Regions from separate parts of the Mus musculus genome. Here region 2 is linked to region 1. The links are chromatin contacts, called in public ChIA-PET maps. All regions are on one chromosome and are shown on one strand. Each heading gives the region's core, a stretch centred on a gene start, on an enhancer-like site or on the middle of the called end of the contact. The rest is flanking DNA. Distances are from core to core; before and after follow the strand shown. Region 1 overlaps Gm36723 (a long non-coding RNA gene). Region 2 has its middle 230 kb from the start of Gm36886.

What was found. ChIA-PET counts read pairs in DNA pulled down with a chosen protein or histone mark.
Region 2: an RNA polymerase II ChIA-PET map of memory CD8 T cells shows a contact between it and region 1, with 7 read pairs. The contact joins two enhancer-like sites. A contact is called at or near these places in 1 of 484 Hi-C or Micro-C datasets (DN3 thymocytes) and 3 of 115 datasets of contacts at active chromatin or transcription factors (T-cell acute lymphoblastic leukemia, craniofacial prominence and memory CD8 T cells).

What each region holds. Positions count from the first base shown.
Region 1 is chr12:25,360,707-25,364,193 of GRCm38.p6, forward strand. The region is part of intron 1 of Gm36723 (a long non-coding RNA gene); the gene reads left to right. Among named protein-coding and RNA genes, the nearest start is that of Gm36723, 6.5 kb to the left of the region's middle. Within about 2 kb of position 2,210, at least 9 of the 459 cell types and tissues checked have an H3K27ac peak or open chromatin away from gene starts, as enhancers often do. A contact at or near this core is called in memory CD8 T cells, where this site is marked.
Region 2 is chr12:25,700,707-25,704,283 of GRCm38.p6, forward strand. No RefSeq gene overlaps it. Among named protein-coding and RNA genes, the nearest start is that of Gm36886, 230 kb to the left of the region's middle. Within about 2 kb of position 1,710, at least 32 of the 459 cell types and tissues checked have an H3K27ac peak or open chromatin away from gene starts, as enhancers often do. A contact at or near this core is called in memory CD8 T cells, where this site is marked.

The DNA.
Region 1 (3,487 bases), core at 960-3,459:
TTGAAAAGATCCATCACCCAGGTATTTCTCGATCTCACTAAAGTGACAACTGAGATGAGTCATCACAACCAGGGAAATGTTCATCTTAAGGTATTGGCAACATGCTCTGATAGTAGTTTATATTTTAGGATTTTGAGTGCCCTTTGTCCTCTTATGGCTAAACTGCTTCGTATTTATTCTGAAATGAAACTAGGTTTGCTAGTTTATAAAGAGGTCTAAGCTAGCAACAGGCAGCACATGTGGACATAAAATATGTTGAAATAAGATTTGGCAATTGGCCAGGTATGGTGGAACATGCCTATAATCCCCAGTACTTGGAAGGCTGATGCAGGAGGATTGTGAGTTTAAAGCCAACCTACCTACCTAGTGAGGCCTTATTTTACAAAATAGGAGGTAGGGAGTGGATGTATGGGAGAGGACTGGCAAATGGAAGAGTTCAATATGGTATCTATTAATCATCCCCACCACCATCCTCACCAATGCTACCATCATTACCATCACTGATATATTCATGACCCTCCTCCTCCTCAGCACCACCATCATCACCATCATCCTAATCACAACCATCATCCTCATCATGCTGTGGGTAAATAAAACATGTGAAGGAGAAGGAACACCAGAATGCTTCCCTTGTAACTTTTCATTAGCCTTGGGAGACCATAGCAACCATTTTAATTTTCCTCTGCTGTGGCCTTAATATAATTGAGAGAGAAGTCAATTTAAATCAGACAATCTATCCAGCTATATATGTATATATTCTGTATATGATATCTGTATCTAGCAGACAATTCCACAAATATGTTTTGATGGTATCTGCATCCCAGGACCATGTAGCACCCTCAGGCCACACAGAGGGGTTATAATTCCAACACTGGGGGATGTTAACTCTGTCCAAGGATGTCCATATTTGGGGTTTAGCTCTGCCTCTTCATTATGATTCTGGGGTTTTAAAGCCATAGCTTCTGACCGAAGCTCATTGAAGGTCATCCCGTTTGCTATTGGCACAATTTTGTGAAGAGGATCAATGACCACTAAGTAAGGAGTAGTCCACCACTAAGTAAGGAACATTTCCTGGCTGTTCACCTTTGAGCAGCCAACGGAGCAAGCCAGGAAAACTGGAAGAACCCATTTCCGAGAAATAGCTTGATCCAGGGGAGATACACAGAATTTGGGATGCATGTCTACATTAAAATCCCCACTAGCCTCAGTCAGCTTTTCAACCTTAATTCTGTCTTACTGACTTCTATGGGCAGATGGCAGAGGGAATGCACACACCTATTAATGTCCTTCTCCCTCTAAATTATTCAAGGTGACACTGTATCAGCTGGGCTCTCCAAGAGGATGATCCTAGGTGGTTTCAACTAGGTACTGGCTTTTGTTTTTCGGAGTTGCATCTAAACCTTGCCTAGGCACCTCGTGTTTCTTTACCTTGTCCATCCTCACAGAATATTCATTTTGTCTGCCAGAAGCTTGGTTTAACCTTGAGCCCCTTACTCTCCTTTCTCAGTGACCTAATGGCTCCAGTCTATGCCATTTTCATTTCTTTTATGGTATTAATTATCTCCATAAGGCTGGGGGAGATGGCCCAGTCAGTAATTCTCTTACTTTGCAAACATGAAGACCTGAGTTTAATCCTCAGAGCCAATGTTAGAATACCAGCTGCAGTGATCCACACTTGCAATCAAGGTACTGGGGAGGCAGAGACCTGAGCACTCCTGAGGCTTATAAGCCATCATTCCAGACTACTAGGAGAGATCCTGTCTCAAATGAAGTGGTGCTCTTCCTAAGAATGACTCCCAAGGTCGTCATCAGCATCTATACATTCAGTCATCTGCTTGTGTACCTGTATACACATGTACACACCCTACATGAACATGCATACATGCCTATATTTCCTCCTGAGACTTCTCAGAATTTAAGTGTACTAGGATCCAGAGACCAAAGTTTTGAGCACTTCTGACCCATGCTATTGGACTTAGGTATGGCTGGTGTGAAGGTAAGGATTGACTCCTCTTTTACATACAGGTTTGCTGTGTTTTCTTTGTATGGATTATCTATTTCTAGTTGAGAGAGGAGCAGAGCAGTGGTCAACCCATCTTGGGTGGCCGTCCTAATGATTGTTGGGATAGTTGTCAGCATGGCTGCCACCTTGCAGGATGCGGCACTACATTCACAAATCTGGCAGACAAGGCTTGAGCTTCCAGGAAGTCATGTACAGAGATGGTTGAGGTGGCGATGCTGGTGTGGCATGCAGGTGGTTGTGGGTTTGCAGCCTGCCATGGTGACTGCTGGCCACATTCTGAATAGATAACTATCTAAGGCCCCAGGGCCTACAGCTAAACTTGTAGCCAGGCCTCTGGATGGACACATTTTGGGTTCTGTGGTCTCAGTTTAACTGCCTGTCTAACTTCTGCTCATCTTTGAAATGGACACTTTACGTTCTGGCCCCTGAAAGTTGTGTCTCCATACACTGGGCTCTCTGCTGTGTCTTTGTCACCTAGGCTTTGAGGCCATCCAAGCTGTCATCAAACTGCTCCACCTAGCAGATGCCTGGTGGATAATGAGAGCCCATATGGATCAAGGCCGCCCCTAAGATCAGCATGCGTGTTCTTTAAGCATGTCTGGAGGCAGAGAACTGGATATATTCTCTGTCTGTATGGCACCCACAGCAGATGAGCTGGGATATTTATTATTTTTGGTATATTTTCCACTCACATGTTCCATTTTTGAGATTAAATTTGCTGGAGAAAAAAGAAGGCATTCCATCAAGACAGATTGGGTGGAGACAAGATGCTGAAAGGCCCCTGGGGAGGAGAACACTGGGTGACGTGTGTCCCAGCTGGTAATGCTTCCCTTCGGCTAAAGGAACATGAGCTCATGGTCACTGGCTCCACAACAACGCTTTCTCAGAATCTTCCTGACCCACATTCCTAGATGTGATAATGCTGTGGTGGTAGGTGAGGGTGATCATATGGAACTCAGTGTTTGAATAGGAGGTAGGGTAACAGCCTTTCAATGGAAATCTCTTCTACACAGAGAAAAGAAAGCTTGCTGCCAAGGAAGTTTTTCTTCATAATATTATATACTTACATGTTTCAATAATTTTTTTTTCCTGTACAAACCAGAGTGATAACCACGAAGCAGACTTGGCTTGGGAGCATGCAGCAGGAGGGTCTAGGAGAGTGGGCGTATGTGGGGGTGGGTGTTGTGGGAGAGCAGGATTTGGATGAGGGAAGAAGTACGCGCACAGCTGGGGCCACCTTTTCTGGCGCTATCACTTCACCGTCACAGATGTTCCCATGGTCTGCGTGGTTTGCAGCCAGCTTCTTTCCTGATGCATCACTCCCAGACTCTCCTGATTCGAGGGCACATGGTGGCCTGCTTGTCCCTCAGCCAAGGCCTCAGCTGTCCAGGGCATTGGTGACAACTGCAATGGCCATATCCTGTTTTGAACTGGGGCTGGAGCGCTAGTGATGCTTGCTTTCTC
Region 2 (3,577 bases), core at 460-2,959, 340 kb after region 1:
GGGGGCAGAGCCCGGCAGCAGAAACAGGAAGACAGTGGTTACCATTGCATCTGTCAACAAGTGGAGGCAGGCTTTCAAAGTTCAGAACCGGTCCCCAGTGACATACTTCTTCAGCAAGTTCGTCCTATTGGTCCCATACCCTTTCCCAAACAGTGTCTCAAGCTGCCAAATGTTGAAACACATGAGACCTGTGAGGCTGTGTCTCATTCAGACTACAGCAGAGGCCACTGTCACTTTGTCACTATGGTGCACTGAAGTGGGCGGTAGGTGCGAGCTTTATGGAAATTGCTGAAAGATCACCACCTCCTTACGCTGCTCCCATTCTCCGCCCCCACCCTACCCACCCCGAGATCCACCTGCACCTACCATGTGTGTTCCAGTGAGGAATGTCCCCCATCATCTTGTTCGTTTGAACATTTGGTTCCCAGAAGGTGCAGCTGTCTGGGAAGGTTTAGGACATGTGCTTTAATAGAGGGAGTATGTCACAGGAGGTGGGCTTTGAGATTAAAGCCTCATGTCATTTCCAGTCATTATCTATGCTTACTGCTTATGTTACAAGACATGTGCCCTCAGCTTGTCACTCAAGCCACCGTGCCTTCCACCTCCTTCATTCTGTCCCCAACATTATGAACTCAAACCCCCTGGAACCATGAGCCTAAATAAACTCTTTCTTCTATAAGTTGCCTTGATCACAGTGTTTCACCACAGCAGCAGAAAAGTGACTAACACACTGTTGCCATTGAACTTTGGTGTTGAACTTCTTAGGGCTAACATTTATGAGAGGTATAGGTAATAGAAATCATTTTGGTAGGTTTTAATTCATTCACTCATGTATTCAAAGCTGTCTTTCTCAAGGCATGTCAAGAAGCCTTGACATAGGTGTATGAGCGAGTGACAAGCTAGCAGTAGGAACTGACCATGGTGTAAACTCACAAAATGCAGCACATTCTAGGTCAAAGAGTAGCCTTTGGGGACCCAGGTGCATTCCTTCACAGGACCCAGAAAGTTGTCAGTGCTTCTCCTACAGGAACGGAGTAAGCACCTGCTTGATTTCTATTGTGTTGTTGCAACACCATAACCAAAAGTGGTTTAGAGAAGCAATTGTTCATTTTGTGTACATTTCAATATCACAGTCCCACTGAAGGAAGTCATGGTAAGGGCTCATTCAGAAACTTGAAGCAGAAGCTATGGAGGGCTGTGGCTTGCTGGATCGCTCTTTCTTTCTTTCTTTCTTTCTTTCTTTCTTTCTTTCTTTCTTTCTTTCTTCTTTTCTTTTCTTTTCTTTTCTTTTCTTTTCTTTTCTTTTCTTTTCTTTTCTTTTCTTTTTTTTTTTTTTTTGAGACAGGGTTTCTCTGTGTACTTTGGCTGAACTCACTCTGTAGACCAGGCTGGCCTCGAACTCAGAAATCCACCTGCCTCTGCCTCCCAAGTGCTGGGATTAAAGGCGTGCCCCACCACCGCCCAGCCATACTTAGCTTTCTTGTATAGTTCAGGACCAGCTGTCCCCCACAGTATGCTGGGCCCTCCTCCACCATTTAACACTAAAGGCAATGCCCAACAGATACAACCGCTGGTCAGCCTGGTTCTGCTCTCCTTTCAGATGACTCCAGGCTGTGTCAGTTTGACAGTTGAAGCTAACTAGGACTGTGTGGAAGCCCACAGGGAGCAGCAGGTGCGCGGGGTGCCTGGTTGTACCTGGGAAATGTAAATGCAAGCTTTGTTTCCTTGTCTCTTGAAATGCTGGAAGGAAAACCACAGGTGCCTTCAAGGAAACAGATGGAAGCTGCGGTGTGTTTTGTGTAACCAAAGCATTAGGCTGTGTTTGTGTGGCTTCGGGCGAGTTACTTCCTCTGAGCTCTGATCTTTCTCAGGTGCAGCTCCAGAAACCATCCTTTCCTTTCCTTGTGGCTTTCTCGGGTCCACCGGCTTGCTCCGCCTCTGTGGTGTAAAAGACGCAGGCCCCTCTGTCATAGGCAGTAGACTGGCATGCCGTCTGGGTTTCCTTTCTAATCTTCCGCGAGTCTCATTCCAGAGCCCTTGGACAATAGGGCGGCATGGTGGGAGAGAGAAGAATGAACTCAGGGAGGGGGCCGGCCAATCTTAGCTTATTTCAAAGAGTTCACGTGGATTGTAAGTGTCGGATCATGAGGAGGCTGGCAAAAGGGCCCGCTCCTCATGAGGTCTGGTTAATATTAGGAATTATTGCCTCAAACACTGCAGGTGTGGATCGACCCCTTTCAGTCCCTGCAAGTGGGGCTGCAACCGCCTTTGACAGCCTCCAAGCTGCAGAGTGCTCACGCCCAGGGCAGACAATGATGCGGGGGAGTTGCTGGTTTTAGGATAGAAAATTACAATGCATATATAGTAAACAGCACCTGGAAGTTTACTAATGATTTTTACAATTAACAGCAGCGGTCTGATTATTCATGCGTGCTTTCTATGAAAGAGAAGAAAGGAAGCAGATGTTGAAAACAGTCACGTGGCTTGGAGTTTACTGGGAGGGGGCCCTGGTGGTGAGAGAAGAAGGATGGATGGGCTGGAGCAAAAGGAAGGAAGAGTGAACGAGGTGGAGATAGCTTCCTGTGGTTTTGCTCTGGCTGTCGTATGCAAATAGCCTCATCCAGATCTCACAAGAAACCTTCAGATACTTTCACATCTTCTTAAGTCATTTCTACACTCTGCATGTTTAAAGCCCCATGTAGTTTGCAGCGGCTGAGCAATAGATATATTAAGTAGTCAATGGAAACATATGATTGGGCTTTTTTTTTTTTTCTGTTTCGTACTAAATTTTGTGTGGCTCTGATGAACATGTAGGATGATTCTGGCTCAATGCCTGTAAAAGGCACCAGGTGGGCTTCTGGTTACTTCTAGAGACTCCTGTTCTTCAACCATGAAGCCATCTGTATTATATTCTGAAACTTGATGTCTGATTCCAATGTTTTTCACCCTTTGTTTCTCAGCCTTTTAAACCCCTTGCTCAGCTCCAAGTAAATTTGATGACTTTGTCTACAACTGAATGCTGAATGGACTTGTTTATATACTGAAAAGGGATGGTGTTGTCAGACAGTGCTCTTAAGGGTTAAATGTTTTCTTGTTTCACCATACACAGGCTTGCTCTCTCTCTCTCTCTCTGTCTCTCTCTCTCTCTGTCTCTCTCTGTCTCTCTCTCTCTCTCTGTCTCTCTATCTATCTATCTATCTATCTATCTATCTATCTATCTATCTATCTATCTATCTATTCCCCTCCCTTCTATTTTAGCTTGTTCTTGGTTCACCTAAAAAAGATTTTTATGTGATTGAAGTCATGGGGAAAGTGTTATTTTGTAGTTTGCTATTGTTCAAAATTTAAAATCATGGGGCTGCTATTTGATTCTTAGTACCTATATCAAGGCAGCTTACACCCACCTACAAGATAACCTGTCACCCTTTCCTGGGCTCCTGGGCTCCTGTACTCCACTGCACATTCTCACGCAGAAATACACATACAGAATTGGTTTTAGCAGTTAAACAATGGCATTTTCATTTGTAATAATTTTTGATAAGAAAATTTTGTCATAATTTAGTGAACACTAGTGAAT